5 separate regions of the Mus musculus genome follow, and regions 1, 2, 3 and 5 are each linked to region 4. A link is a contact called in public HiChIP or PLAC-seq and promoter capture Hi-C data. All regions are on one chromosome and are shown on one strand. Each heading gives the region's core, a stretch centred on a gene start, on an enhancer-like site or on the middle of the called end of the contact. The rest is flanking DNA. Distances are from core to core; before and after follow the strand shown.

Region 1 (5,491 bases), core at 2,278-4,777, 260 kb before region 4:
ACTAAACCTCTGAACTGTAAGCCAGCCCCAGTTAAATGTTTTCCTCTATAAGAGTTGCTGAAGTCACAGTGTCTCTTCACAGCAATAAAAGCCTGTATGCAAATTCACTTGTTCCCTGACACCAAAAAGAGTCACTTGCTATAATAGCTAACACAGTTGATGGTGAGTTCGCAGTGGGCTTGGGTGGCATTTTTTAGGACCGCATACAAATGACTGTCTAAAAAGGCCACTAAATTCATCCATGGGACCGTGGGTTAGGTTGGGTTGGGATTTTATTTTATTTATTTTTGCAACCTACCACAATTGCCTCTGCCTCCCATATTCTGGAATTAAAGCTGTGTACCACCCAGCTAGAACTTTTTTAAACAGGCCAGGAGTCTCATATATATATATATGAAAAACAAAACCCCACACATTTGAGGGTTACCTGAGCCCTTTCTTGGGGAGGGTATTCCGATCTCGCTGACTGCTGTGGAGAGAAAGAGGAAGGCAGGTGAGCCTATTTTGGAGTTTGGGGGGGCATAAGTTTGAAGGGTCTATCCTCTGGGGACAGGACAGCAAACTATGAAAGTCTGTATGAACAAATAATAAGACAGTCACAATCAAATTCTTGATTCAGAACTTGGGAAATATTTGAAATGGTACATGCTTTCTTTCTTCCTGTTAGGCGTTAAGGTGTAGTTAGCTGTTTAAAATGTCCAACTGTGGAAGGTGAGAACCAGGATATGATGTAACAGAACCAATTTTGCTCTTAAAAGCAAAAGTCAGAAGATGAACAAAACTAATTATGAGACTTCGGAGATGTCATTCTAACTTTCTGTAAAGCTTTCCTTATGTACAAGATGAGACCAAAAGTAAGACACCGTACGTTTCTCAGGGAGTTACAAAGGAATTAAATTATTGAAAATGTGAAAAAGAAAAAAGCATAAAAAAAAAATCGGGCTGGTGTGATGGCTCAGCGGTTAAGAGCGCTGACTGCTCTTCCAAAGATCCTGAGTTCAAATCCCAGCAACCACATGGTGGCTCACAACCGTCCGTAACAAAATCTGATGCTCTCTTCTGGAGTGTCTGAAGACAGCTACAGTGTACTTACATATAATAAATAAATAAATAAATATTAAAAAAAAAATCAAGCGTCGCAAATGGAGGGACCTGCTAATGGCCATGTGAGTCTGAGGCAGGCTCAGCTCCGGCTCCACATACCTGTCCAATTGTCCAGCCCTGGGGCTTCCACTCCAGGGCAGCTCTTCTGTGTCTTCCTCTGATGGGGCAGTAGGTGGGGTAGGGATGGGGGCGCTGCTGGGGAAGGCACTGGGCAGGCTCATTGGCATCTGGAGGGACTCCATGCTCCTGTGCAGGCCTGAGAGTTTGGGGTACATGCGGGTCTCCTTTGGGACACTGAAACCACTCATTAGCTCCAGGCCCTGGGAGAAGCTGGCTGAGTTAATATTGAGGATGGGTGCTGGGCTGGGAGTGAAGCAAGAAGGGAGAGGGCCCCCAGTTGATGAGCTCGGAGCATGCAGATCTGGGACCTTGGAAGCATGGGTGTCGCTGGAAGATGGTAGATCCAAACTGTTGGAGTTGACTTTGTCTAGATTGGCTAGCGAGGGTGGCTTGACAAAGCTTTTAGCTGTGGCCCTGAGAGGAGTGAAGATGAAATACAATATTTAGAATAACAAATTACAGGGCAACAGGCAATCTTTTTCTAGTTCCCTTCTTTTCTGGCTGCCTATGCAGCTAAAGGTTTACGCTGCTGCTGCTGATAAACCAACTGGAAGGAGATTCAACACCTGACTTATAGCATCTTCAATCGTAAGGGAGACAACACGTGCATCTGGGGAATGTGCGGCTGAACACAGCAAAATCACATGCACGGGTACTGAAGACACACGGAACAGTAGAGACAAGGTGAGTTTTCAAGCAGAGAGAAGAAATGGTAGAAGAGGGAGGAAGGATCCAAACAAAGGTCTAGAGACGCAACGGATAGGCCATGCCACATCTAGTTTAAGGCTGGAGACACAGGGGAGGAAGTCATTGCCCAGTGTGGGTACCTGAGAGGGGTTGGTGGCAGCTCTGCTAACTTGGTGGCTGGAGGGTGGCTTGCTTGGTTCTTGGGAGTGCTTTCTGGGGAGCCTATGCTCTTCAAGGAGATGTTGTCTGAGTCCAGGGCCACAGCCTTGGCTTTGGCCTTCTCCTTTTCCCGATCTGTCTGATTGACAGGGGCTGGAGTGCTCCGACCACTGGCGACCTTGGAAGGTTCCTTCAGTCTGGAGGGTGTAAGGCCACCCTGCTTGGTGCTGAGGAGGCTGGGGTCAATGCTGCTGCTAACAGGCCGAGGTCCACCACGCCCAGTCACACTCATAGAACTGGACTTGGCTGGCCTGGGTAGGCTGCGATACTGGATGTTGGACCGTGCTCCAGGGGCGAGAAATCCGGGCTCTACACTGTTGGACACGTCTAAACTCGTCTTGCGCCCGTTTACTGGCTTCACAGGGATCCCTGAGGACTTCTGGATCTTGCTGAGGGTGGCTGAGCTACCGGTCTGCATGACAGTGGCTGTGCCAGTAGCAGGGGGAGGCTTCTTATAACCAAAGGATCCTGAAGTAGAGGGCCGAGCAATGCCTGAGGGGGGCTTCTTAGCATCACTCAGGCGGTCCCGGCCAGCATCAGAAGAGGAGCGTTGTAGCCCAGTGTTCTTCACTGCGAGTTTACCCTTGTCTGTAGCTTTGCCTTCAGGTTTGCCTGAAAGAGGGTAGGAAAGAGAGGAAGAGTTGCTATCATGATATCCTAAAAACACTTTTTCTTCTCTCTAGGGGAAAAGGAACAATTGTCTATACATAATAAAGATCTAGAGTCCTAAATATGGGCAAACGGGTATTGGATAAAAGCGGATACAGCTTCTTGCCAGAGGGCCTATGGGAGGAAGAAGGCTTTTCACTTCGTTTGTTTTTATTGTTTTCTGTAGGGCAGTTTATTTTGGTTAAAATGGCAGAGGTGATGACAAAAATGATCAAGAAGGAAGTGTGTTTAAAAACTAACTGGTTAAGGAGGGACAAGGAGGGGACACAATGAATCAGACAAGGCAATGTGTAGACACCAGAGAGAAATGCCCATTAAAACTCTAAGAGACCCACAGGGCAAGCCTGCAAACAATGTGCTTCTATTCTGTTCTGTTGCTGCTGCGGCTTTGGCGGTTTAGGTTTTTGAGACACGGATTCTCTGTGTAGCTCTGACTGTCCTTAAACTCGCTCTGCAGAGCAAGATGGCCTCGAACTCCTCCTGCTTCTCTGCCTCTCGAGCACTGGTGTTAAAAAAAAAAACGTGTGCCACCAAGCTGGCTGTGCTTCCTCCTGTGTAGCCACGGAACATAGTACTTCAGGAGGACCTCCTTGAGATGCTAAGAAGTACGCCTTGGGGAAGGAAAGGAAGAAGCTAGTGGGAACCATTTGAAGAGAGGTCAAACCTATCCCTGGGTACACTGTCTGCCTCCTGTTCTTTCTATCAGCTGTGTGGTTGCAGCTTAGTCAGCTGATCGCTGAGTCATTTCCCACATTTGTAAAATAGTAACATCCATCTTTCCTAACTCACCGGACTCTCCTAGAGGCCAGAAAGGACACTGTACATTAAAGCACTAATGCAAACCTTTCCTATCATGCTACAGGCTTGTGTTTATTAAGGAAAACCATCCAAGAAAGGTCTTCCCCCTTGTCCCTCCTGTATCCTGCCTCACCTGCGACTTTGAGGGCACTCTGGGCGGTGTGAGTGATGGGAGAGGTGACAGCCACCGGAGGGGTCTTGCCCTTTTTCAAGGACCCTGGGTGTCCCAGGCTGATGGGCTTTTTCAGTTCTCCGCCCTTGGATGCGTCATCGCAGCTCTCTGGTCTCTCTCTCCGCCACTTTGAAGTCCCAGGTTCCATCTTCAGGCTACCACTGTCGTACTCCAGTTTTTTAGGGGTCTTCTCCTCTGACTCACTGAACCAGTTGAGCCCACTCTCCGCCAGGGAGCGCTTCTCCGAGTCTGTGCGTAACTAATGAGGAGAGGGAAAGGCAGAGTAAGCCGCTTTGGGGGGTTTGGGGTGGGGTGGGGTGGGGTGGGGGTGGGCAAGAGATAGAGTTCCGGAGTGGAGGGAAGATACTTTATCTAATCTCTAGGATGCTTTTCTTTCTCTAATCTATCATTCTAGATAGGTGGGGTGGGAAAATACTGTCTCAATGACAGCATTTACACCTCTACAGGTCCCTCCAGGTTGATACAGTGTTTCTCACCTTGACCTTGGGGTCTAGAGGTTTGCAAAGTCACTTACCACTATAGTGGAGCTCCTGCGGGAGGCAGTGGGAGTGGTTGGGAGGGAGTTGAGTGAGGAGCTGGCATTGAACTCTTCTGAGCTGAGGTTGTCGGAGGCATCGCTGAGCCCACTGCTAATGGAGCTGCTTTCATCCCAGCTGCAGGACAAGAGGGAGAAAGGTGAGCAGTTAACACTGAAGCCAGTGCTCAAAACAGCGTCCTATACGCGTGATAAATGGGTTTACACTATTCTTCCAAAAGAAAGTCTGGGGTTAGTCCCGGGTTGGCCAATAATTCAAAGTGCGATTTAAATGTTCTTGTAATTTGATCTTCTTTTGTAAAAGGAAGAAGCAAAATGCTTCTAATGCTAAATGCAAGAGACGGTGTTAGATTCCTTAGCAGGAAGCTATGTTATAAAGAGGAGGAGAGGCTGTTGAGAGGGCACCGTGGGGAAATCGTGTACTAAGCCTGACAACCAGAATTCAATCCTCAGAACCGGCCTAAAGGTGAGAGGAGAGAGCCGACTCCATAAAGCTGCCTTCTGACCTGCACATGTGCAGTGTGGCATGAAGACACCTAACACACAACAGCAATAAACAACAAGAAGGGATAAGGCAGTTTTAGATCCATCTAAAAACCAATTACATAAAACCAATTCCAATGTAAACAGCCCTCAACCTTACAGTCTTGTGTTTCTGTTCATTTTTAGATATATTTTCCAGGCATCCCTGTACTTTCTTAAAGGAAAAAAAAAAGTTTTCTAGTTTCTCAAGACAAGGCTTCTCTGTGTAGCCCTGGCTATCCTGGAAACTCGCTCTGTAGACCAGGATGTCCTCATGAGTTTGAGAGATACACAGGCCTCTGCTTTCAATCCCAAGTGCTGGCCTCTAAGACTTTCTATACCTAGTATAGAAAGTATATAAGACTTTCTATATCTAGACTTCTCTGGTTTTACCGTTGTTTGTTTGTGCACGCTGGAGGTGGAACCCAGCAGGGATTTCTGCATTCAAGGTAAGTTCTCTACTGCTGACTTCGCTCTCCGACTCACACGTCTCTTTTCTAGAACTTTCAGACCTGCTCCATCTCTTTGTCCCCTGAAGCTGGGTTCTGCTCCGAAGCATGCTGCTTTTCTGGTAGAAGGGCCATATTCCTACTGAATAACAGCCAGCACATGGCTAATTTTAAAAATATATATCAGGTGGAAGA
Region 2 (5,454 bases), core at 150-2,649, 300 kb before region 4:
TCCAATAGCTTTCTTCCATTCACGGTTCCCTCTCTTAAGAGTCTGGTAATGTTATAAAACTACACCTGGCCTTTCAAAATAGTCTCTAACCTATTAAATCCCAATAGTCCCAACAGAAGGAAACTTGCCTTCAATAGTTGGTCATATTAGAGGATATAAAAACTAAATTCAAGGGAGGTTCCCCCACCACATCCACTTCTTTTCAATAAAAAGTCCTGCAGGAGTATTAACTCAAGGCTTTGAGGGTGGTTGGTCAAATATGGAAACAATCTCCCATATTTCTGAGGAAGCCTAAGTTTAAGGAGCAGTGGAAATATTCCCTTGAGCTTGGGGATTCCGAGGATCTGGAATTCCGAATCAGGTACGTTTCTTACATAAAGACCAAGGAGACTTGACCCTTTTTTCTGTTCTTTGTGAAAACAGGCCCGCTGAAAGCCCACTAAACAGGAAATTAAAAGAAAACGTCAAGCTAATAGTTTCTTCTCTAACACGTTAAAGAACATAACGGGAGGATGAGAACAAAGAATCTAAAACAAAGGAAGATCGGTTCCTGTACATAGAAATGCACAGTAATTTAATAATTGCCATTAAGTCTTTAAAAAACAAAAAACAAACGGGAAGCATGGTCGGAAAGTGAAGCGTCGTATGCATCGGATTGAGTTGATTTCTAGGAAAACGTGATGTGTCTGAACAACCAGCCAGATTTAAAACTCTGATGCTGAAACTTGTTCGATGGTGGCCGCCTCCTTAAGGGCCTTACTTCTGGCTCTTCTCTAGCTCCCTTCCCTGATCCCACTACAACAGAGCTGGTGAAGAAAACGGCAAAAAGACCTTGTCTTGGGCTCAGAGATCATCTAGATTGCGCGACACCGCCAGCACCACGTCGAACTTCATTTCTGTCCTCGGCAGAACCCCGCCACTATCTATCTATCTTTTCAAGTCTTCCCCCACCCCATCCCCGCTAAGGCTCCACCTCCCCCGACCCTTTCCTTTCAGACGCGCCACCCTTCTTCTAGGACTTTCCCAGCCACCAGCGGCACCCCCACCCCCACGTTTCCTAATCCACTCCTGACGCCCACCTCTCCGCTGGCTCAAGATCCCCAAATCCCTACGGTCAGCGGACTGTGCGGCCGGCCCTGGTCCGAACCATCCTCGTGACGGTCCCGCCTCACTCACCCTCTGTCACCTCCAGCACCTTAATCTGCTCCTCTGCAGCCGCCCGCACCTCCTGCACCGGGGACAGGATTCCGGTGAGGGTATCCACCAACGCCTCCTTCAATCCCTGTGCCACTGGACCCGGCAGCCCAGAAGCCGCACCAGCTGCCGCCGCTGCCGCCATCTTTCCTCCCCTCAGCCCGCCAGCCCCGCGGCCGGGACCCGCCACCGAATGACGGCTCCCGCGTACGGCCAATCCGCGAAGCCGCGCCTGCGCACCTAAGTACGCGGGAGCGGGCGGGGGGCGGGGATAGAGCGCAGCCTCGGGAGACAGCGCCTTCTGCTGCCGGAACCGAACCGCGATTCGCGGGCCAGGAAAGCTTTGGGCGTCTATGCACACACAGAATTCTCATAACGGTTTGTAGTCCTGAAGTCGCACGCGCTGTTAGAAAACGCGCTTGGAATAAAGGCGCGTAACCTTTGATGGCAAGGCCCTGATGGCAAGGGAGCAAGAAAGCTAATCCCGAGGGCGTGAGCACAGAAGGCCCTGCACCTTGTCTGCTGTGGATTGTAGTGGGATTGTAGATGCCCTCCCTCGCCTCGCCCATCACCGCTCTCTACCTGCATGATTCTAGGCCCAGATTTAAGATGAGTTAGGACAGAGGTCGGGCCTTAAGGAAGGGGGTCAGAATAGCATCTTTTTAAAACTAACACCCCTCCCCTCAACTAAAAACAGCAGTTATTCAGTTGGCTCCGTTTACAGTTTAGCTTTAGAGATCCTAAGATGCTGGGGAGCGGACAGGGAAAAGGAGACACGCAGAAAAACTGAAGTGAAATTGGCAGTGGGGAGTGGTTGCTTTAGAAAAATCCAGTCTTCTAGCTTTTTAGCTTAGATGAACCCAATGTCAAAAAGGGCTGTCCAGGGGAGACTACCTACAGGCGAAGGAGCATTTTTCTAGAATGATTTTTTTAAAAAAAATATTATCTACCTATTTGTCGTTATCTTGTTTTGAGACAAGGTCATATGTGGCCCAGACTAGCCTCAAACTTGCTCTGTAGCCCACACTGGCCTTGAACTCCCTTATCTTGATCTTTCTGTTTTCACCTCCCCCATTGCAGAGATTGCAGGTATGTGCCACCACACATGGCTCTAGAGTGATTCTATGAGTGTGACTACTATGAGTGAATCCTGCAAATATATAGCATTACTTAATTTTTTAAAAAGTGTTGGGGGAGGCCGGATGAAAGACACCCAAGCACCTGCCGTGGCTACCACTACGATGGATGAATGTGTGATGGGGAGATGGGAAAGATGGGGAGTGTGGTGGAGATGGAGGAGGAAACCAAGCTGAAGGGTTCATATACTGTGGAGAAAGGTGGAACTAGGGACTTGAAGGCAGTGAAGAATAGGGGGATATGAGGAGGCCATGCTGAGGTCCTGGCTCCAGCTGCCCCCAAGGGCCATGTCTGGGTTCCTGGTCCTGCTGCAGCTGGAGTTGCAGTCTGTGTCAATGTCTGGCACCTGAATTAGCATCAAAGGCAAAGTGGATGTCAGTGGTCTGGGCTGCTACCAGAGACCATGTGGATATCTGAGAGGCATGCTGCCAGAGGGAGGGGAGACATGCTAATCTGAATGGCTGCACTTGATACCGTGGGACATCTGGATCCATACTGCTTCGGGGGTCCACCTGTCTGGGTTAGAGGTCCTATGGCAACCAGGTCTGTGTTGATATCCCAGGCTGTTTTACCACCAAAGGCCATGCAGATGTCCCTGGTCAGGACTGCTGCCTGAGGCACTATTCTGAGCTGGCCCTGCCCCTCGCCTGGGCAACATAGTAGAGCTGACCCTGAGGGCAAGGGACTGGGTAAGCTAGCCCTGAGGACATGAACACAGAAGGCCCTGCACCTTGTCTGCTGTGGATTGTGGCCGGCAAGGGAGAGATGCCCTTACCCCACCCGACCCCTCTCTACCTGCAGTAGGTGGGAGAGCTGGCCCTGCCCCTCACCTTAGGAGAGTGGGCCCTGCACCTTGCCTGGGCAGCACAGTAGAGCTGGCCCCAGTGTCGAATGCACCGGTGAGACATCCATGCGGATCTGAGAGAAGAGTTGAGGCCGCCTCTTACTGACTGTGCTGCTGAGCTACTGGAGAGCTTACCCTGGGGGTGCAGGGGCGGGCTGACCAACTCAGCTACCCAGGCCCAGATCCAGGGCTTTGAGTTTGCCTATTCCAACATCTACCCCATCTATGATCTGCTAGAGTATGTAAAGGGGCTGGTCCTGCAGATCCAGAGCTGCAGGATCTCCACGACACAGACCAACAACAGGAGATCTGAGAGGAGTCCCCATGAGGATCCAGGAGTGGTAGTGTAGCAGAACCCAGAGCCCTCGCAACAGACCAAGGACTCTCTGCAAAGAACATTTGCAAGTAAAGATATGTGGACAAAAGGGTGTACTGGGTGACACACTATGACATACTACAGTTCCCACAACTAGATATTTGGGGTTTTCTTTTTTTTGTTTGTTTGTTTTTTGTTTTATTCTATTTTATTGGGGGGGAGGGGTTTGCAAGAGTGGAGGGCAGATATGAAGGGATGGGAAGATGAGTGGAATTGGGGTACATGATGTGAAATTCACAAAGAAATCAATAAAACGTTTTTTTAAAGTGTGTGTGTGTGTGTGTGTGTGTGTGTGTGTGTGTGTGTGTACACGTGTACGCGTGCGCGCCATGCCTTGGGACACCTGTAGAGGTTAGAGGATAACTTAGTGTGGAGTTTATCTTCCGCCCCGTTTATGTCACTCAGGTTGTCAGGTGTGACAAGTACTTCACTGCCCCCTGAGCCATGAGCCATCAAGTTAGCCCAACATCCTTCCCACCACCACTTCAGGGAAGTCACGATGGAAGGGCTGAGGGAGAAAGAGTACTTTAATATGGCTATCCAGGGTGGTCACAGGAAATGGCCACAACCTAAAGCCTCCACCCAACAGAGCAAGTGGAGGAGATTGGAGCAAGGGATTAAACTGCAGGCCACACTCGGTGGCAGGAGGGATGGAGTGACTTATGCTGTTGGCACTTGGAGCAGGTGTTTCTTGGTAAGCTGCTAAGATTTAGTGCCTTAGATGCGAATATTTTCTAGGAACATTTCTCTTATTCACCAGCTAGCAGTTTCAAAAGACAGCTCAAGACTGGTTGCTAAACTGATAATGACTGCAGCTTAAGTGGCCTAATCTGAAAATTCTTTGAAAAGAACATTCTTGAGGAGTGCTCTAAACCCATCTGTTACCTCCTGGTTGTCAAAGAGGGCCAAGGTGGCCTGTGTCACCATGGTGCTTTCAGAGGAAAGAGAGTGCCTCTTGATTCTGCAGCTCCATAGTGGGGAACAGTAAGGCTTATTTTCTTCTGTGTTACAGTGGCCAGGAGAAACTGAACTCCATTAAAATAGCTGTCCTTGGAGGCAAGTTTGTTTTGCTTCCAAAAGAAAATGTGTTTCTCAACCTTCCTAATGCTGTGACCCTTTAATAGTTACTTTGTGATCCCCAACTATAATATTTTTGTTGCTCCTTCATAACTGTAATTCCATTACTGTTATGAATTGTAATGTAAATATCTGATATGCAGGACATCAGACCCTTGTGAAAGAGTCATTCAACCCCCAAAGGGGTCTCGGCCCACAGATTGAGGATCGTTGGTCTAGAGGCTAGATTGAGAACTCAAGACCTTCCCCCACCCCCACCCCAAGCCTGGAAGCCTTGCTTTCTGGTAAGGGAAGCTGTCATAGTTAGCTTAAGCTATTAACTTGACACAAACTAGAATTACCTGTGAAGAAAGAACCTCATCTGAAGAATTAACTGCATCAGGTTGGCCTGTAGCCAAGTTTGGGAACCATTTCTTAATTGCTAATTGACATAGTGGAAGCCAGCCCACTGTAGTTAGTTCCATCCCCAGGCAGGTGGGCCTAGGCTAAGACCAAAGGGAGCAATCCAGTAAGCAGCACTCTTAAGTGGCTGTGGGTCCAAGCCTCTTCCTAGAGTTCCTGGCCTTGGCTTCCCTTTATAATGGACTATAACCTGTAAGATGAAATAAAAACCCTCCCCACATTGCTTTTGCTCATATAATCTGCAGCTGAAATAATGCAGGACAGAACTGTCCACAGTGTACAAAGTAGGGTTCTCTCCTGCCCACAAAACAGAAGTAAAGACTCCTGCTTATTAGCATTTGGTTGGGGTAATTTAAAAGCAGGTGGGGTTTGCTTCTGAGTTAGGCAAAGGACCACGAGCTATTTGTCATAGCATACCAAGCAT
Region 3 (5,140 bases), core at 2,214-4,713, 320 kb before region 4:
AACATTCAACCACAAAACAAAATAAACAAAACAAAAAAAATCAAAACAGAAAGAAGTAAAAAAATACAGGAAAGGTATCTGAAGAAACATAAAACTAAAATATAGAAATAATATGTATATGTTAAAATTTTAATGAAAATGCTAAATCTATAAGACTGGCTAATGTGCTTTCTGGTAGTTATAAAGTAAATCTTTGGCAGTGTAAAGTATTAATAAAGACTTTGGAACACAAATTTTGTTATTCATCAACCAAAGGTTCATTTACCTTTTCCAGTTCCTCCATGTTACAGATCATATGCGCACAAGTAGTAAAAATCTCCACTGCTCGGGAACGAGTTCGAATACCATACACCTGAGAAAAAGACCATGGCATAATCATGAGATTGGAGCATATATGTGTGTACATGTGACTAGAAGTAAAACTAGGACTAACCAACCAATCCTCACAGTTAATTCCCTAAAGAGACACAGATGCAATCCACTTATGGAAAACAATGGGTTTCTGTAATTAAGAAAGCGTAAGGTGACTGGTGGTGTATACTTTAATCTCATCACTGGAGAAGTAGAGGCAGGCAGATTTCTGTGAGTTCGAAGCCAGCCTGGTCTACAAAGTGAGATCTAGGACAGCCAGGGCTACTCAGAAAGACCATATCTGTGTACTCGAAATATAAACAAACACACACACACACACACACAGAGAGAGAGAGAGAGAGAGAGAGAGAGAGAGAAAGGCAACAGAATGTTAAACTTACTGGAATCAGCCTTTAAGACACAGTTTTTTGTTTTTTTTTAAAGACAAGATCTTACTCTGTAGCTCCCATTGGCCTACAGCTCACAGAAATTAGCTTTCCTCTGCCTGCTGAGTGCTGGTTTAGAGATGCCCTCCACCACATCCACCTTGGCTAGTAGATATTTTTCCTTTTTTGGAGATGGGGTTACGACGTGCCCAGCTGCTGCTTTGTCTCTACAGAGTGATGATAGAAGAGGCCCAGAGCCTTGAAAGCACGAGCTCTCTCCTGAGCTGAATCCCCACTTCTCAACGTATTTCCTTTACAATGTGGAGTATTCAGTGGGGGCAAGGGATTACAGAGGTTGGATACCTATTAAGATTCATACATTACTGTGTATAGATCACTATTATGTACGTACTAACACGTATATACATAATACATTAAGATTCTAGTCTTGTGCCGGGCAATGGTGGCGCACACCTTTAATCCCAGCACTTAGGAGGCAGAGGCAGGCCGATTTCTGAGTTCGAGGCCAGCCTGGTCTACAAAGTGAGTTCCAGGACAGCCAGGGCTACACAGAGAAACAACCCCTGTCTTGAAAAAAAGCAAAAAAAAAGATTCTAGTCTTGCAATGAAGTAACAGATGATTTTTAAATCCTTGGCCGAGCAGGTTAGGTCAAGAATGGCACTGTGCACTCAAGGGTGATAGGGTACAAAGCTGAGTGGTGTTGAGACATTTCAGTTACTTCATCAAGTGCTTTCCCTTGTAGTCATGAGATCAAAGACTACGGTCAATTCAATTTCTGATCTAGCTCAATGTCAATTCCAGTTTTTGGCATGGGCACCAGTGACAACAACCATCACCATACACCTGAGAGGTGGCGCTGACCAGAGCCAGGCAGGTCCTTTTGCTGCACCTACTGGGCTGAGATTCCATACCTCGGCCATGGTGAATATCTTATACATCTCTGGCAGAATGACAGGAGCAACAAGTGGCATCTGTGTGTCTGTCACTTCTCGAGTAAACTCTGCAAAGACAAAAAGTAAAAGATACTTCATAAAGATGAAGTGTGAAAGCTTGCAAGCCATCTAGGTAGCAGTTCCCAGTCGGACCTAGGAATGGCCACTGGTCTAGCAAACTCACTCTGAAGAAGGACAAGGAGCCAGAAGCATTATTCGTCAGAAGGGGAGAGAGAATAGGAACACAAAAGAAGATACAAGATATTAAAAAGAAAAGCACACAGATTAAAGCCATCTGCAACACAACTGCATACAAGTAAGGCAAACAGGGGTCCTTCTGAGCTTGTGCCATGACAGCTTTGAGCACAAGTGCCATTCTGGTTTCTGTCAGTTCTGTCTCCTGACAAGTTACTTCAATGTAAACAACAAAACAAACGGGGCATAGTGGTGCATGCCTTTTTAATTCCAGCACTTGGAAGGCAGAGGCAGGCAGATCTCTGAGTCCGAGGCCAGCCTGGTCTACAGATCGAGTTCCAGGACAGCCAGGGCTACATGGTGAGAGCCTAGTCTCGAGAAAAACCAACCAATCAACCAACCAACCAACTACCAACCCTCCCACCCATCTGAAAATGTATTAAGCATCGACTCCATTTATCAATGTGTAATTCTGGGGTTAGGATTCCTGAGTGAAGGTGTTTAACCCATGTGCAGATTTGAAAGAGGTGAGGAAAGACAGGTCATATCGTCTTGTGTATGGAAAAAAATTAAATAAGAAAATGCTATGCATAAAGACCCTGTATCAATCCCCACAGGTCAAATACAGATCAAATACTGGAGACCAGCTGTTCTTTAGGAATGTGGCTTCCTTCTGAAAGATAAATTCCAAGCTTTGTCTTAATAAAATTAATATCTTAATAAAATGTCAAATTCCATTTAGACTGAAGTCAGCCCAAATAAATACATTAGATAGCATATTACCACCTCTGGGCCTAGGATCAAGCATAGCCTGCATTTATGAATAAATATAGCATAGAGCTTGGGTGCAGCTTAGCACGTTCAAGGGTCTGGTCCGATCCCCAGTGTCATCGCCACCATCACCACCACTACAAAGAAAGGAGTCTTAGTACTGAAGTGACTAACTGTACAGTTTAACTTTTCTATAATCATTGTGAGTAGTCTCAATTTGTTCATACTTTGTAGGTTTAAATTCAAAGTAAGTTTTCTGAGGTCATTATTATCAAGTCAAAAAGTCTGGGGTATTAACAACTAAATTTACAAAACTATAAGATAGAAGTAAAAGATTTATCTATTAGATCAAATATTTAAATTCTTAGCATATAGTCCCTTTATATCTTGAGACCAAGTTCTCTTTTATAAATAGTAAAATAACTCAGAAGTCAAGAACAGTATCTTCCTCCAAAAAGTCTCAAAGACACTGGGCACAGCTGGACATGCCTATTTTCCTAAGCTATTCTGGAAGGTGAGGTGGGACTACCGGAGCCAGGAGTTAAAAGTTAGCCTGGGCAACACAGAGTGACCTCCATCTCAAAATAAAAAAAGGAAAACCCTAAAGAGAACTGGTCCCACATTTCTCACACACCAATACTTTTCTGTCCTCATGGATGTTCCAGTTCCTGTGGTGTGAAGTTGAAATCAACTGGAGTAGCTATTTGTGAATGGAGGCTGGCTGCCGTCCACTTCATGCCTGCTGACTCATTACAAAGGATACACATTTCTTCACCAGTTCCTTCTCCTGGCTGGGAGAAAGTGACCTCACTGTATAGTCATTTCCTTAGTCAAGTACAAAGCCTCTTCTGCTTTCCAATCAGAGTAACTATACAGCCATCCTTTCTCTCCAGGTCTGTCAGAAAGAAGCTAACTCCGTACAGGAAAACTAGGATTTCCTCTCCTTGGCTAAAACAATTGCCCTTTGCTGGATACCCTGGCACTAGGAGAGCTAAGCAAAGGCTCTTAGAAGTTCAATTCCACAGAGCAGTCACCTCACTCATACAGAAGCAGGGAGGTGAAAGGCCAATCAAGGAACACCTTGGCCTTTCTGATGTTTCTGAGCTAAAAGCTCACCAGTAGGTACACAGTCGGAACTCTAAAAGGGTATCTGGGGGTAAGAATAGGACAAATGAAAGGTCTGACTTTGACATAGAATTGGTAACCTGCTATTAATGCTGAGTGGGCATGTAAAATGCAGCATAGATGCCAAGTAAACAGATTCAACGGCTAGACCTCGAGTGCTGCTCCTCACACACCTGAGCGTAGGAACTCGACATGCCACTCAGTGTGCAGGAGCCAGGGAATTATATCAGGAAAGGACTTTCTTGTTTGTTTGTGTAGCCTTGGCTATTCTGGAACTCACTTTGTAGACTAGGCTGGCCTCGAAGTAGAGATCTATCTGCCTCTCTCTTGAGCGCTGAGATTAAAAGCATGCACCCCCATGCCTGCCACCATGCCCGGCAGAAAAGGACTTTCAACCTCCCCTCCTTTCATATGCCAGAGCCCCAGGAACATAGAGGTTTCAGAGATCAAAGGCTCCCATCTCCTCCTCTATCACACAACACCATGCAGAACCTGCTAGAGCCAGAAGAATTGAGAACTAATTTGTAACTAAGTGCAGCTGAGCTAACAATTTACCCCATAACCAGTCTTTAAAATATACATACATATATCTATCTTATTTTTTAATTACAAATGTGTGTGTGAGCGTAGATCCTCAGAGGCCAGAGGCACTGGATCCCCTGAAGCTAGAGTTAAATAAAGGCAGCCATGAGCTGCTTGATGTGGCTACACAGAATACAACTCAGGTCATCTGCAAAAGCAGCATGCATGCTTAACTGCATGCACTAGCCTCCTTCTGAGGGGAGGGAGGGGGCTTTTGTCTGCATGTATGTCTGTGCACCGAGTGCCTGCGGAGGGACCAGGAAAGGGAGGTATACCCCTGGGATTGGGCTTACGGATGGTTAGGAGCCCTGGGAATTAAACCCAGGTCCCCTGGAGAGCAGCCAGTGCTCTTAACCACTGAGCTGTCTCTCCAGCCCCATAACCTCCCCTCTTCTTCCTATACTGTTCTTCTTAGTCTCATCCCTTACTCTTTCTACTTAATGAAAACTTCCCATCAGCTTTAACAATCTCTAAAATCTGCAGACCCCAAAGGGGTCTCAACTTTCCCCTTCTGGCTACATTTTACTAACCTCAATGTTTTTCTTCTCCAAGGTGATCTATGCTAACTCCTCCCTCTTACAAATCCTAAATCCTCCCTATTTCTATCTTACAAACAAAAAATTTTGAGTCTACTCTACACTATTTAAACCTGGTTATTTGTCCTCCAACAGTTCTTGACAATTGCTTAGTGCTGATATCAAGCAGCTGTGGTTGCTTTCACAGCTAATATGGAATTCGGGGAATAAGACAGACTGTACACCAGGTCCTCAGAGCTA
Region 4 (5,093 bases), core at 1,484-3,983:
GAAAAGGTTTATTTAGCTTCTACTCCCAGGGAACATTCTATCATAGAGGGAAGGCAGGGCAGGAACTTGGTCAAAAACCACGGAAAAGTGCTAATTGATGTTGGGTTCATGCCCAGCTAACTTAATTAATTAATTAATTAATTAATTAATTAATTAATTAATTACTGTTTTTCAAGGCAGGGTTTCTCTGTGTAGCCTTGGCTATCCTGGAACTCACTCTGTAGACCAGGCTGGCCTCCAACTCAGAGACCTATCTGCTTCTACTGGAATGAAAGGTATGTACCACCACGCCTGGCTCAGCTATCTTTTAAAATACAGCTGGGCTGCCCTGGATAGGCTAGACCTTCCTAACCAATCAACTATTAGCAGGGAAGAAAAGTCCACAGACATACTCACAGACCAGTCAGATGGAAAGGATTCTTGACTTGGGTTCCCTCGCCCCAGGTAACTCTGGGTCGTTGACAACCAAAATTTACCAGGACAGTAGGGCTCTCTTGAATGGTGAGTTGAGCTAAATGGGTAGACGTGACTTATGGGAGAAAGAAAAACAAAATCAAAAACAAAAAAACAGGCCAGATAAATGTCTCATCTTCTGAATCATGAGATGCTTAGCTTTATTCCTGGAAGAGAGTAAATTCAACAACCCAGCTCTATCCCTGACTTGTCTCTCTTTATTTATAAAACTGGGGAATGACGTCAGAACTGGGGGATGAAGCTGTATACATACTAGCATGTGTTCTACCCCTGAGCTATATCCACGGCTTACTTTTGATTTTGTATTTGAATTTTATTCATTCATTCATTCACACACACACACTCTCTCTCTCTCTCTCTCTCTCTCTCTGTGTGTGTGTGTGTGTGTGTGTGTGTGTGTGTGTGTGTGTGCTTGTGTGCGTGGTGTTAGCAGTTGGTTAGGTAGGCATTCACAAGCCAGCTGTGTGAGCGGAGGTCACTTTTGGGAGTTGGCTCATTCCTTCTCCTGTGGGTTTTGCACAGCAAGCTCCCTTACTTGCTGAGCCAATTCACTGGCCCTTTTTGTTTTGAGTCAAGGCTTCGCTAAGTCCACAGACTGGCCTTTCAATAGCTCTGTAGCTCAGGCAGGTCTTGAGCTTGTGTTCTTGTCTCAGCTTCCAGAAGAGCTGGGATTGCAAGTCTAGTGCCACAGAATCAAGCCCCAGGGCTTTAAAGGAAGCCCACGAGGGTCTGAGCCCTGGAAGAGTGAAGGAGATAGCAAGCTGTACCTAGAGATACTTTTGAGATGGCCGCCTAACACATGTGACTGTTCCCCAATGAACATAGCACGCATCTCCTCTGCGAAAAGTGTGGCAGGCAGGAGAGGTCCAAACAGGCAAATCCACACAGCATGTGACATCATGCTGCAATTTGAGTGTGGCTTAGTTCCTGACACTGCCTGTGCTTGGTGAGAATAATGTAATTCAGCCAGCAATGATAATAATGATCCAACCTGCAGTGATGACGGCAGTCCTCAAGTCCTTTTGATCTTGTAATAGTAAAGAATAATGATGGTGGGAACTAGCTCTTTTAATCTTAACGTCACAGGGAAAACTCTGAGTTCAAGGCCATTCTGGTCTACATAGTGAGTTCCAGGCCAGCCAGGGATACACAGTGAGCCTCTGTCTCAAACAAAATAAAAACAAAAACAACTTTACAGAACACAACAAATAACAGTAATTATCCTATGAAATAGAAGAGGGCCTCCTTTGAGGCTCTAACACTCCCACCCATAGCCCCTGTTACTAGGAACATAGTTTTCCTTGCAGATTCTTCACTTCGTTAGGTCCCAAGGAAAGTGTTGTGCTTCTTGCTTGGAGCTGTTTGTACCCATAGTGAAAATGGGCTGGGCTGGAGACATGGCTCAGTGGTTAAGAGCACAGACTGCTCTTCCAGATGCCCTCTTCTGGTGTGTCTAAAGACAGCGACAATGTATCCACATACATGGAATAAATTAAAAAGAAGGAAAGAAAGAAAGTGGGCCTTCCGTTTTAAGTCCCAGGGGCATCAGTTCACCTCTAGGATTGGATTTCTGGACAGGCTGCTCTGCGGACTGGGAGCAGGTGGGCCCAGTAACACATATTGTTAATCACCCCAGAGGCAGTTTTCAGTGGCTTGAGACTGTGTTTGTCATTCTGTAGGTTAGCCCAGAGGAAGATCCACTCAGGAGCGGTAGAATGATCTCTTGTGGGTGGCAGGGAGATGGGGAAAGCAGAGGGACAAGAGCCCCTGGAGGAGGGCAGCTAGGCTAAGTGCTCCCGGGTGTTATAGTATCTCATCCCCCATCACATCTCGGTGGCACATAGCCCTTTTACTGATGAACCTAAAGCCAGCTGTCTGGCAGAAGTAAGTCACAGGAAGTGGGGCCTTGCTTGTCTTATTCTGGAGTGCAAGTTAGTCCCCTTAACATTGTGCCATCGGAACCCGAAAATTTAAGGACCTTCACTCTCTTCCCTAGGGGGCCCAAGTTTATCTTTAGTCTGATCTCACAGTTAGGTCTCCGCTTTCCCACATGGCAGACCAGGAACCTCTTAACCCCATCCCTCACCTCTGTGTAAAGATTTGCCCCCAGAGATCGCCATAGGGTGCAAAGAGAAGTCACGGCTGGGGCGGCAGCCACGCCCGGGCTCCCGACCCTAGGTTTTGGATGGGGGAGGGGACAGCTTCTCCGTGACATCAGCCCTGTTGTGGTGCAGTGTGCAAAGCCTACTGGTTGGCGTGGCGCGGGAAACGCCTTCCGGAGGGGGAAACAAAACGGCGCGCACTCCGGCGCAGCCAGTCACCGCTTCCCTGAGAGCTGTCGCCCGTGCGCCTCCCAGCAGCTGCCAGGTGAGTGTTACCCCGGGTGGTCCGCCTCGGGTCCCCGCAACTGCCGGAGCGCCTGGGTCGCACCCTGCGCCTATTGGTTTTTCCGGTCCTGTCGCAGCCCTGTCGCTTGCAAGAAAAGTTTGTAGGAAGAGTGATCCCAAGAGGGAGGTGGTGGGAAGTGGCTAGAGTTAGCTCGGCAGTGTTTCCCTTTCCTGAAAACTCTGGGTCCCTCCCCATCCCGGGGCTTCCAGGGCAGCTGACTTTCGCGTGCTCTAGACCCAGGGTGACCCTGCCCCCCACCGCCTGCAGGTCCTACAGAACAATCAGCGATTCTGTGGGCCACTGACACTCATTGTAAAGCTGAGGGATGAGGACATCCGTGCCACCCCTTTCCTCTCTCTCTTTTCCTGAGAGAAAGTGCCCGCGAGTGTGTGTGTGTGTGTGTGTGTGTGTGTGTGTGTGTGTGTGTGCATCTGGCTTGGTAGCCCCAGAGTGCAGGTATGAGTTTTCTTTTTTCCTGAAAGAACCAGATGGAAAAGAAAGTCTTGGTGGCAGGTGAGGACTACTGAGATCTCAAAGAGCCAGCAGGGGAGTAGAAAGGGCCTGAGAGCGAGTTGCAGTGTCAGCCAACAAGCTGTTATCTATCTGACAGGTGTTTCATCCAAGTGGCACAGGTCTGGGTCTATTCTGCATGTGCTGCTGTGATCCGTCAGAGCAAGGGTCTAGACTGGGAGCAAGTACTTGATGTCAGGACCATCCCACCCACTTGTCCCACCCACTTCTTACCTCCTGTGGTGCATGAATGGACGGGCCTCCCCACCTTGACAGGACACTGTAATGGGACACCATCACTGCATGCAAGCGGTTCACTTGCCTTTGGTGGGACATTTATCATGAGACTCTGGAATCTTGGTGACAGGGTTTCTGAAAGGCAAGCAGACTGAGTTTTGACTCAGATTTGACACTTAATACACGGATGACCTCGAACAAGTGACACAGCTCAGTTTTCTTCTGGGCCAGTACTTTTTGGAGCACATATTACACACACACACACACACACACACACACACACACACACACACACACACACACACCCTGGCATCCTGCAGAAGCTCAGAGGACTGGGGCTGTTAGTACAGTTGTCTCTGAGCTAGGTTGGGGATTTCCTTCAGGACTGGGCCCTAGGGCTTCCTCCCTGCCTTCTGATCCTCTCACCAGGCCTCTGCTTAGGAAGCCAGGCCTCTGTGTTGGGGAGAGGCTGGTCTGGGCACTGCCTAAGCCTCATTGGAGAATCCAGCTTGTCACTGCACAGAGAGACCCTTTGCCTTGGCAAGGATATCCGGGGTGGGACGGTCTGTCAGGGAAGTAAGTTTATCCTGCAGAGGGTGTGGTGTTGGCCTGAGGAGGTAGAGAGGAGAGCCATGCCCAAGGCTCAAATGCCGAGGGATTTGGGAGATTGTAGGAGAGAAACTGAAGGGCAGGTCTCCTGCTCTGTGATTACCTGCAGAGAAAATGTGAAAAAGCTGCCTCTGGCCTGCCCTAGCACCGGTCCAGGTGTTGTCTTTTGTAATTCACAGACTCCAGAACCAGTCTAGTCCTTCCTGGGTCAGAGTTGCAGGCTGAGAGGGTAATGTTTGCACTCGATCCATGGTAAATCAACACTGGGTGATTGAAGGTGGCTATGGTGGCACGTGACTGTAATCTGGCACTTGGGAGATGGTGGTGGGAGGATCACAAATTGGAGTCTAGCCTGAGCTAATATCTTAAAAAAAAAAAAAAGACAACAACCAGTCAAGAATCGAACACTGAGTGGATGAGTGGAGTCGTAAATAATCACCAACCTGTTTTTCCATGACTTCAGTGTTTACAGGTTTTTATTCACTGTGGGTCTCCTGGTGGAGAAAGCGAGTTGGGGAAGAAGTCTTCTGGTGAGCCCCAAGGTTCATTTATGCAAGCAGGGCTCACTGGGCAAGGTTGACTTGCTAGAAGCCTGAAGGAGGCATGGATTAAGTCCAAAGAGATGTTAGCGACAAAAAGCCCCCACCCCACCCATTCAGTTGTTTGGCATTAAGCAGGCACATTGGCAAATCCTTAGAGGCACCAGACTGATTTCGATGGCCTTTCCAAACGATTATATATAGTAAGCAAGTGCTGTGCTTGCTGCGTGCCAGGTGGGGCTCAATCCTCCACCTGTGTTGTCTATTCTGAGGAAGGGGCTGACGTTGGCTGTTGGTACAGATGAAGCCACTCAGCAGTGATAAGGAATAAGACAG
Region 5 (5,583 bases), core at 1,800-4,299, 320 kb after region 4:
GTGGTGGTGGTGTGGGTGTGTGCTTCTAAACTCGGACAAAGGATTTTCTCATCATGGTTTCAGGGGTGAGATCATAATGTTTAGCTCCAAAAGGAACTCCATGCCCCACCACTAACAAGACACCTTTCCCGGGGTGACCAGGGTGACCTCTGTCGGCATACCCTAAATGCGCGATAACTTTAATCTGCAGTGGGGTCTCCCTCCAGCAGGAGCTCAGATTTATTAAGCTCCACTGCCTGGACATTCAAGCCTTTCTGATCCCCTGATCAGGTGGCACAGTCACCAAGAGAACTGCCACAGAAGAGGAGGAAGTTGGGCAGGATTGATTAGCATTTATTAGGTCACGATTCCTCACCACAAGGTCTAGGACAAGTGACTTAACCTTAATGTGTCTGTGTTTTCTCGCCTGCAAAACTAGATAATATTAACTACCTCGCAAGAGTGGTGTGAGAGCTTGAGAAGGTTTAGAGAACATCACTTAGAACACATCATGACGGATAACAGCTAAAATTATCATTATTTCACGGCAAGTCTGCGGACTGGAGTGGGCTTCTGTTTGAGTCACCTTTCTGAATAGTTACATACCAAAAAAAAAAAAAACCCCAAAAAACAAAAAAAAATGCTAATGCATGCACTATTTATTTTAAAAATAAGTTCTCATGTTGAATCAATCATGAGAAATTGTGTTCCTAAAATTGTCATTAATACAAATAAACTTCTGCCCTCTGTCAGATCAAATATAAGCAATCAAGTCTCTATTTCAAAAAGTTAAAGACACAGAACAATCCTGGCAAGTATCTTGAACAATCTTTATGTGCCCAGCATGGTGTGAGGGACTTTAGCTTTAAAAGAAAAAGCTTTAGCCCTGCCCACTGGGATTCACGTCCTGAGTAAATTCTCAGATACTCAACCTGGACAGCACAGGCTGGGGCCTGGGAGCCCCACCAGGAGAGCTAGAATCTTGCCAAAGCTGACTCTTATTATATGTCAAAACTACCATTGGTGGGAGGCTCTAGAGGTCAGCTACAAAGAGCGGGAAGATAAGAATTTTAGTCCTGATGATTCATACGTCAGCTTCCACCTTCTAGCAAGTGTGAGACTCTGAGACTTTGGATCCTTGTTGGTTTGTTGCGGGAGGGTATAGAGGACACTCAAAAATCTGAGGTTGCCACCGGCTTCTCAGGCAGGGAGAGGACTGGCTCTTTTCTGCCAGATAGACAAGGCTGAACCACAGCCAAGACCTCGGGATGCCCCCACTCTCTCAATGCAGGTCGACTACTCACCCATCAGTAAACTCTGAGCATCGTCCTCAAAGAGTAGAACGAAGAACAGAGCTACGAGCACTCCAAGGACACTTACGAACACTGTGAACACACACGGGGACAGGGAGCAGGGCCAGAGAGGCAGGGCATAGTGCTCAAATCTGATATGCACAGCTGATGAGCTCTGGCAGCACTTAAACTCAACACAGACCAATTATTTCCTAAATAACAGTTTTCTAAAACCAGGGAATGGCTACGTGTAATTATGCCCCACCCTGGCAAACCCAGTTTTTGGCCTAATCCTCTTTCTTGGTTATTCAGACAGGATTTATGAAGCATCTATTACATACTAGGGACATGGCTCAGCTTGGCCAGGTACAGAGTGAGTTCCAGGACAGTGAAGGTTACACAGAGAAATCCTGTCTCCAAAAGCCAAAGGGGAAAGAAAAAGATAGAAAAAAGAAAAGAAAAGAAAAGAAAAAAAGAAGACACCTTGTAAGGTGCCATAGAGGAGAAAGCCAAGAGGGTTTGAGACCCATATGTCCTCCTGGACCCATGTGACCTGGGACAGGGAAGGGGAAGGTGACAACAGTCTGCGGGGCAGGAAGCTTTGAAATAGCTAACCCCCAGGGCTTTGTAATCAGGGTTATCTTTCATTCACCAGAGAGGGGCTTGGGCTAACTTGAGATAGTTGCTCCAACTCCTCCTGCTAGTTCGATTAGCTCCGTTAAACAATGGTATTACAGTTAAATGTGTCTCTGTATGGATATGTGCAGGTGGACACAGTGCTCTTGGAAGCAAAGGGACTCTGATCCTCTATAGTGAGTGTTACAGGCAGTTGTGAGCTCCTGGCTGCTGGAAACCCAGTCCTCTGTAAAAAGCAGTACCTGCTTTTAATCACAAAGCCATCTCTCTAAACCCCCTGTCCCAGTAGACTGTCTCAAGTTTTAGTTGTCAGGCCCTGGAAGGTAGCCTTGAGGAGATGATCTGAATTCTCAGAGGAAATGATATTAATGGCTGCCGTTATCTGCCAGGCCAAGTACCGGGTGCTTTGGAATGTGTTTGTACTCTTTTGGTTCTCATCTTAGGAACTATAAAGGATGTTTTCTGTCTCTCCAAATATGGAATTCTGACTCTAAGATGTATGTCACTTGACTATTGAGGAGTGAACCCTAGATTTGAGCTCAGACCAACAGTTCTCCAAATCCCCGCCCTCTTTCCTCTTGATTGTTTCTGGAGATAGGAGTACCACAAAGGCCTTTCCTTAGTGATATGTTCACTTTTCTCTACTTTTAGCAAAGTTCTGGGAACTCTTCTGCTGAGCTGACGGGCTCTCCGCCTCTGCCCACATCCCCCGCAGATCCGGGATCCTGCAAAAAGATCCAGTGAGGAACAAGAATTGGGCGCTGGGGGAATCTGGTCATGGAGGCTCGCAGCTAGAGCCAGGGGCAGTGCTGGCGGCCTTGGACTGCAGGAAGAGGCAAGACTCTCAGTCCAGGAGGACCAGGCAGGGAAGAGGGAGAAAGTGCTCAGATTGCTCAACACATGTCACCGCAGGCGCGACCACAGCAGATACCTGCTGTGCCTCTGCTAGCTGCTGCACTTGTCCAGAGCTATGACTCACATTAAGGAGTCCAAGCCAACCCAAAAAGGCAAAATGAAGCCTTAGCAACTCGCAGCACCCCAGAGTGCTAGCAATGTGACTTGTCCCCTTTGTCAGGACCACACAGAGCCCGTGCAGAGGCCTTTCAGAGGGCCTCACTCTGGGTCCAGCTCCACGAGGCACAATGAACAGTAACTTCTGCCGAGCTCTGGTGGACCGTGGGCCCCCGGGGGGCATGCAGCTAGGTGTCGTGGCCCCTGCTGGACAGACGCCGCTGGCAGCCACCGAACCCTTGAGCAACGTACCCTTTCTATTGTACCCCGGCCACTCCGAGCCGCCTTACTACGACGCCTACACTGGGGTGTTCCCCTACGTGCCCTTTCCCGGCGCCTTCGGGGTTTACGACTACCCGTTCGAGCCTGCCTTCATCCAGAAGCGCAACGAGCGAGAGCGGCAGCGCGTCAAGTGCGTGAATGAGGGCTACGCGCGCCTCCGCGGCCACCTCCCCGGCGCCCTGACTGAGAAGCGGCTCAGCAAGGTGGAGACACTGCGCGCCGCCATCCGCTACATCAAGTACCTGCAGGAGCTGTTGAGCGCCACCCCCGACGGCGCGCCACCTCCCGCCACCTCCCCGCCGCCCGCCCACACGGGCCACAGCAACGTGCCGCAGCCCTCTTCCTTGGTGGCCGAGTCCAGTGGATCCCCCTTTTCCTCGTCGCCTTTTTTGGAGTCGGAGGAACCCAGCCTTTGATCTGGCCAGAGGCCTGGACTTGCCCCTCTAGGGAACAGCTTTGGGGGCTTCTGGGTCATCTGTGCGGGACAAAGAACAGTGGTGTTCGAGGTCTGTGATCCCACCTCCACCCACTTGAGCCAGATGTGAGGGCCTGGGGTAGAGATGGCGAGATACGGATCCCAGGAGCTGATGTCTGCGGTGAGGAGCAGAGCCCTGGACAGCTCCTGGACCAGCCTCAGCGAAGCTCTGCTGTCCACCACACCAAGTCCCCTGGAAGTCAGCCACACTTTCTGTTATGCCTGAACCTTCCACAAGATGGCCTCAAATACTAGCGAGGAGCTTGATGGCCTCTAAAGAGCAGGAATTCTGAGGGAGGGACGAGGGAAGTGAAGACAGGCAGCTGCTTGCATTCAGCACCCTGGAGCTGACAGACTTAGGGGAAGTGTGTGTGTGTGTGTGTGTGTGTGTGTGTGTGTGTGTGTGTGTGAGAGAGAGAGAGAGAGAGAGAGAGAGAGAGAGAGAGAGAGAGAGAGAGAGAGAGAGAGGGAGGGAGAGGTCGCTGGTGCCCATTGGCTTCCTTGACAGCGAGTGATCACCTCCCCTCTCCCACCCTTCAGTCTCTTCTGGACTTAACGCCTCCCCCACCCCAAGACTTGTAAGCTTCTAGGGTCCACTGACATTGTGTTTACATCAAGGACTAAATAAAAAGGGATTGTTGAATTTTGTGATTCCTGAATTATTGTCTATGCCCACCCTCCACCTTGCAATGTTTGCTAGCTGGTGCAGTCACCTAACATTTCCAGAGAGATTAGTGTGTATGCTGAGACTGAATATGGGAGAGGCCAGGGTTCTAGGGAGAAAGCACACAGACATTGTCTAGTGAGGGATTGGAGGACCAGGGGCCCTGTGAGAGCAGTGCACATTCAAGGTTGCCTGGAGCCTTTCCCTCTGGTAGGAGAGGGGCTCCATATTTGCCAGAAGAAGGCATTGGGGGCGGCAAGTGTGAGAGGGTCCTGGGCAGATCCTGACAGACACTGAGACTGGTGTGAGTGGAGCTATGCTGAGCTAGGCCACCACCCAACACATTCTCTGGACAGAGCCACGGAGTTGGGGTGGGGAGAAACTTAATCTCCATCTAAGGAACCTGTTTGGAGTTTGTGGCTCTACTCCACGGGTTCCTCTCCCTGACCCTCATTGCCCCAGCTGTGAAGCCTTCCTGTCTCCCACTGCCCCTACCCCGTCTCAAGCCTGGATATAATAAGTCACCCCTTTACACCCAGCCCTTGCCTCCTCGGGGGCAGATGGGGATGTCACCGGCTGGACTGGAAGGAATGACAGCTGCCTGGCCGCAGGAGCCTGGGCTGGGCAGCAGGGGCTAATTTTACTCGCTGGGAGCAGAGAGAGTAATCCTCCCGCCCCCACGCCCGACCCGTCTGCCTGCCTCAGCAGGATAGGCTCAGTCAGGTCCAGTCCCCAAGGTGGGGGCACTGGGGACACAGGGAGGAGAGGGCAGTGGGCTGGGGGAAGAGAGGGGTGTCAGGGAAAGCCATGGAGCCGCCCTCACCCCAGGACGAGGGCCTGAGGAAGAAGCAGCCGAAGAAACCTGTTCCTGAGATTCTGCCGAGGCCCCCGCGGGCCTTGTTCTGCCTGACTCTACAGAACCCCCTGAGGAAGGCCTGCATCAGCATCGTGGAATGGAAGTATCCTTTCTAGCACCTGAGCGAGATGGAGCAGGGAGTGGGTGGGAGGCAGAGGTGGAAGGTACGGGGTGGTCACAAAGCTTGGACTTTTAGCATCAGGGTGACCCAGGCTCTTGGGAAAGGGGTGAACCTACACCTAGACCAGCAAAAGGAACCTTTGCGAAAGCAGGAAGGGAGGTCTCCGCCACAATGGAAAGGGGCTTCTCGGAGCCTGAGGACAACTCTCGGGTCATAGGGGAGAGCCACTGAGCTATTGAGCATCTTGTGGAGGGCCTGTGTTCTTAG

What was found. Promoter capture Hi-C pulls out the DNA fragments that hold promoters and counts their contacts. HiChIP or PLAC-seq counts read pairs in DNA pulled down with a chosen protein or histone mark. Capture Hi-C pulls out chosen DNA fragments and counts their contacts.
Region 1: an H3K4me3 HiChIP or PLAC-seq map of bone marrow-derived macrophages shows a contact between it and region 4, with 4 times the contacts expected there. The contact joins the enhancer-like site here to the promoter of Csrp1 in region 4. A contact is called at or near these places in 6 of 39 promoter capture datasets (the 3T3-L1 cell line, 3T3-L1-derived adipocytes, the HPC-7 cell line and 3 more), 6 of 115 datasets of contacts at active chromatin or transcription factors (bone marrow-derived macrophages, embryonic stem cells, neural tube and 1 more) and 4 of 9 other capture datasets (adipose tissue, liver, macrophages and 1 more).
Region 2: a promoter capture Hi-C map of liver shows a contact between it and region 4, with 2.6 times the contacts expected there. The contact joins the promoter of Ipo9 here to the promoter of Csrp1 in region 4. A contact is called at or near these places in 6 of 39 promoter capture datasets (the 3T3-L1 cell line, the HPC-7 cell line, cranial neural crest and 3 more), 1 of 484 Hi-C or Micro-C datasets (embryonic stem cells), 8 of 115 datasets of contacts at active chromatin or transcription factors (the NIH/3T3 cell line, bone marrow-derived macrophages, embryonic forebrain and 4 more) and 2 of 9 other capture datasets (adipose tissue and liver).
Region 3: an H3K4me3 HiChIP or PLAC-seq map of bone marrow-derived macrophages shows a contact between it and region 4, with 3 times the contacts expected there. The contact joins the enhancer-like site here to the promoter of Csrp1 in region 4. A contact is called at or near these places in 1 of 39 promoter capture datasets (the HPC-7 cell line), 1 of 15 datasets of contacts at CTCF or cohesin (the NIH/3T3 cell line), 3 of 115 datasets of contacts at active chromatin or transcription factors (bone marrow-derived macrophages, embryonic fibroblasts and microglia) and 3 of 9 other capture datasets (adipose tissue, macrophages and pancreatic islet).
Region 5: a promoter capture Hi-C map of pancreatic islet shows a contact between it and region 4. The contact joins the promoter of Ascl5 here to the promoter of Csrp1 in region 4. A contact is called at or near these places in 2 of 39 promoter capture datasets (embryonic stem cells and liver), 1 of 115 datasets of contacts at active chromatin or transcription factors (pancreatic cancer cells) and 1 of 9 other capture datasets (pancreatic islet).

The regions. Positions count from the first base shown.
Region 1 is chr1:135,468,429-135,473,919 of GRCm38.p6, forward strand. It overlaps Nav1 (neuron navigator 1), which reads right to left. Exons shown (of 30, transcript NM_173437.2): 4 at 4,305-4,443; 5 at 3,731-4,028; 6 at 2,052-2,742; 7 at 1,204-1,638; 8 at 428-469. Among named protein-coding and RNA genes, the nearest start is that of Mir1231, 16 kb to the left of the region's middle. Within about 2 kb of position 3,528, at least 26 of the 459 cell types and tissues checked have an H3K27ac peak or open chromatin away from gene starts, as enhancers often do. A contact at or near this core is called in bone marrow-derived macrophages, macrophages and pancreatic cancer cells, where this site is marked.
Region 2 is chr1:135,429,092-135,434,545 of GRCm38.p6, forward strand. Ipo9 (importin 9) reads right to left here and starts at 1,400. Exons shown (of 24, transcript NM_153774.1): 1 at 1,177-1,400. The coding sequence starts at 1,339.
Region 3 is chr1:135,407,723-135,412,862 of GRCm38.p6, forward strand. It overlaps Ipo9 (importin 9), which reads right to left. Exons shown (of 24, transcript NM_153774.1): 5 at 1,671-1,759; 6 at 266-352. Among named protein-coding and RNA genes, the nearest start is that of Ipo9, 20 kb to the right of the region's middle. Within about 2 kb of position 3,464, at least 79 of the 459 cell types and tissues checked have an H3K27ac peak or open chromatin away from gene starts, as enhancers often do. A contact at or near this core is called in the HPC-7 cell line, the NIH/3T3 cell line, adipose tissue and 2 more, where this site is marked.
Region 4 is chr1:135,726,434-135,731,526 of GRCm38.p6, forward strand. It overlaps Csrp1 (cysteine and glycine-rich protein 1), which reads left to right and starts at 2,734. Exons shown (of 6, transcript NM_007791.6): 1 at 2,734-2,841.
Region 5 is chr1:136,047,755-136,053,337 of GRCm38.p6, forward strand. Ascl5 (achaete-scute family bHLH transcription factor 5) reads left to right here and starts at 3,050. Exons shown (of 1, transcript NM_001270609.1): 1 at 3,050-3,616. The coding sequence starts at 3,050. The coding sequence ends at 3,616. Cacna1s (calcium channel, voltage-dependent, L type, alpha 1S subunit) reads left to right here and starts at 5,057. Exons shown (of 44, transcript NM_001081023.2): 1 at 5,057-5,298. The coding sequence starts at 5,147.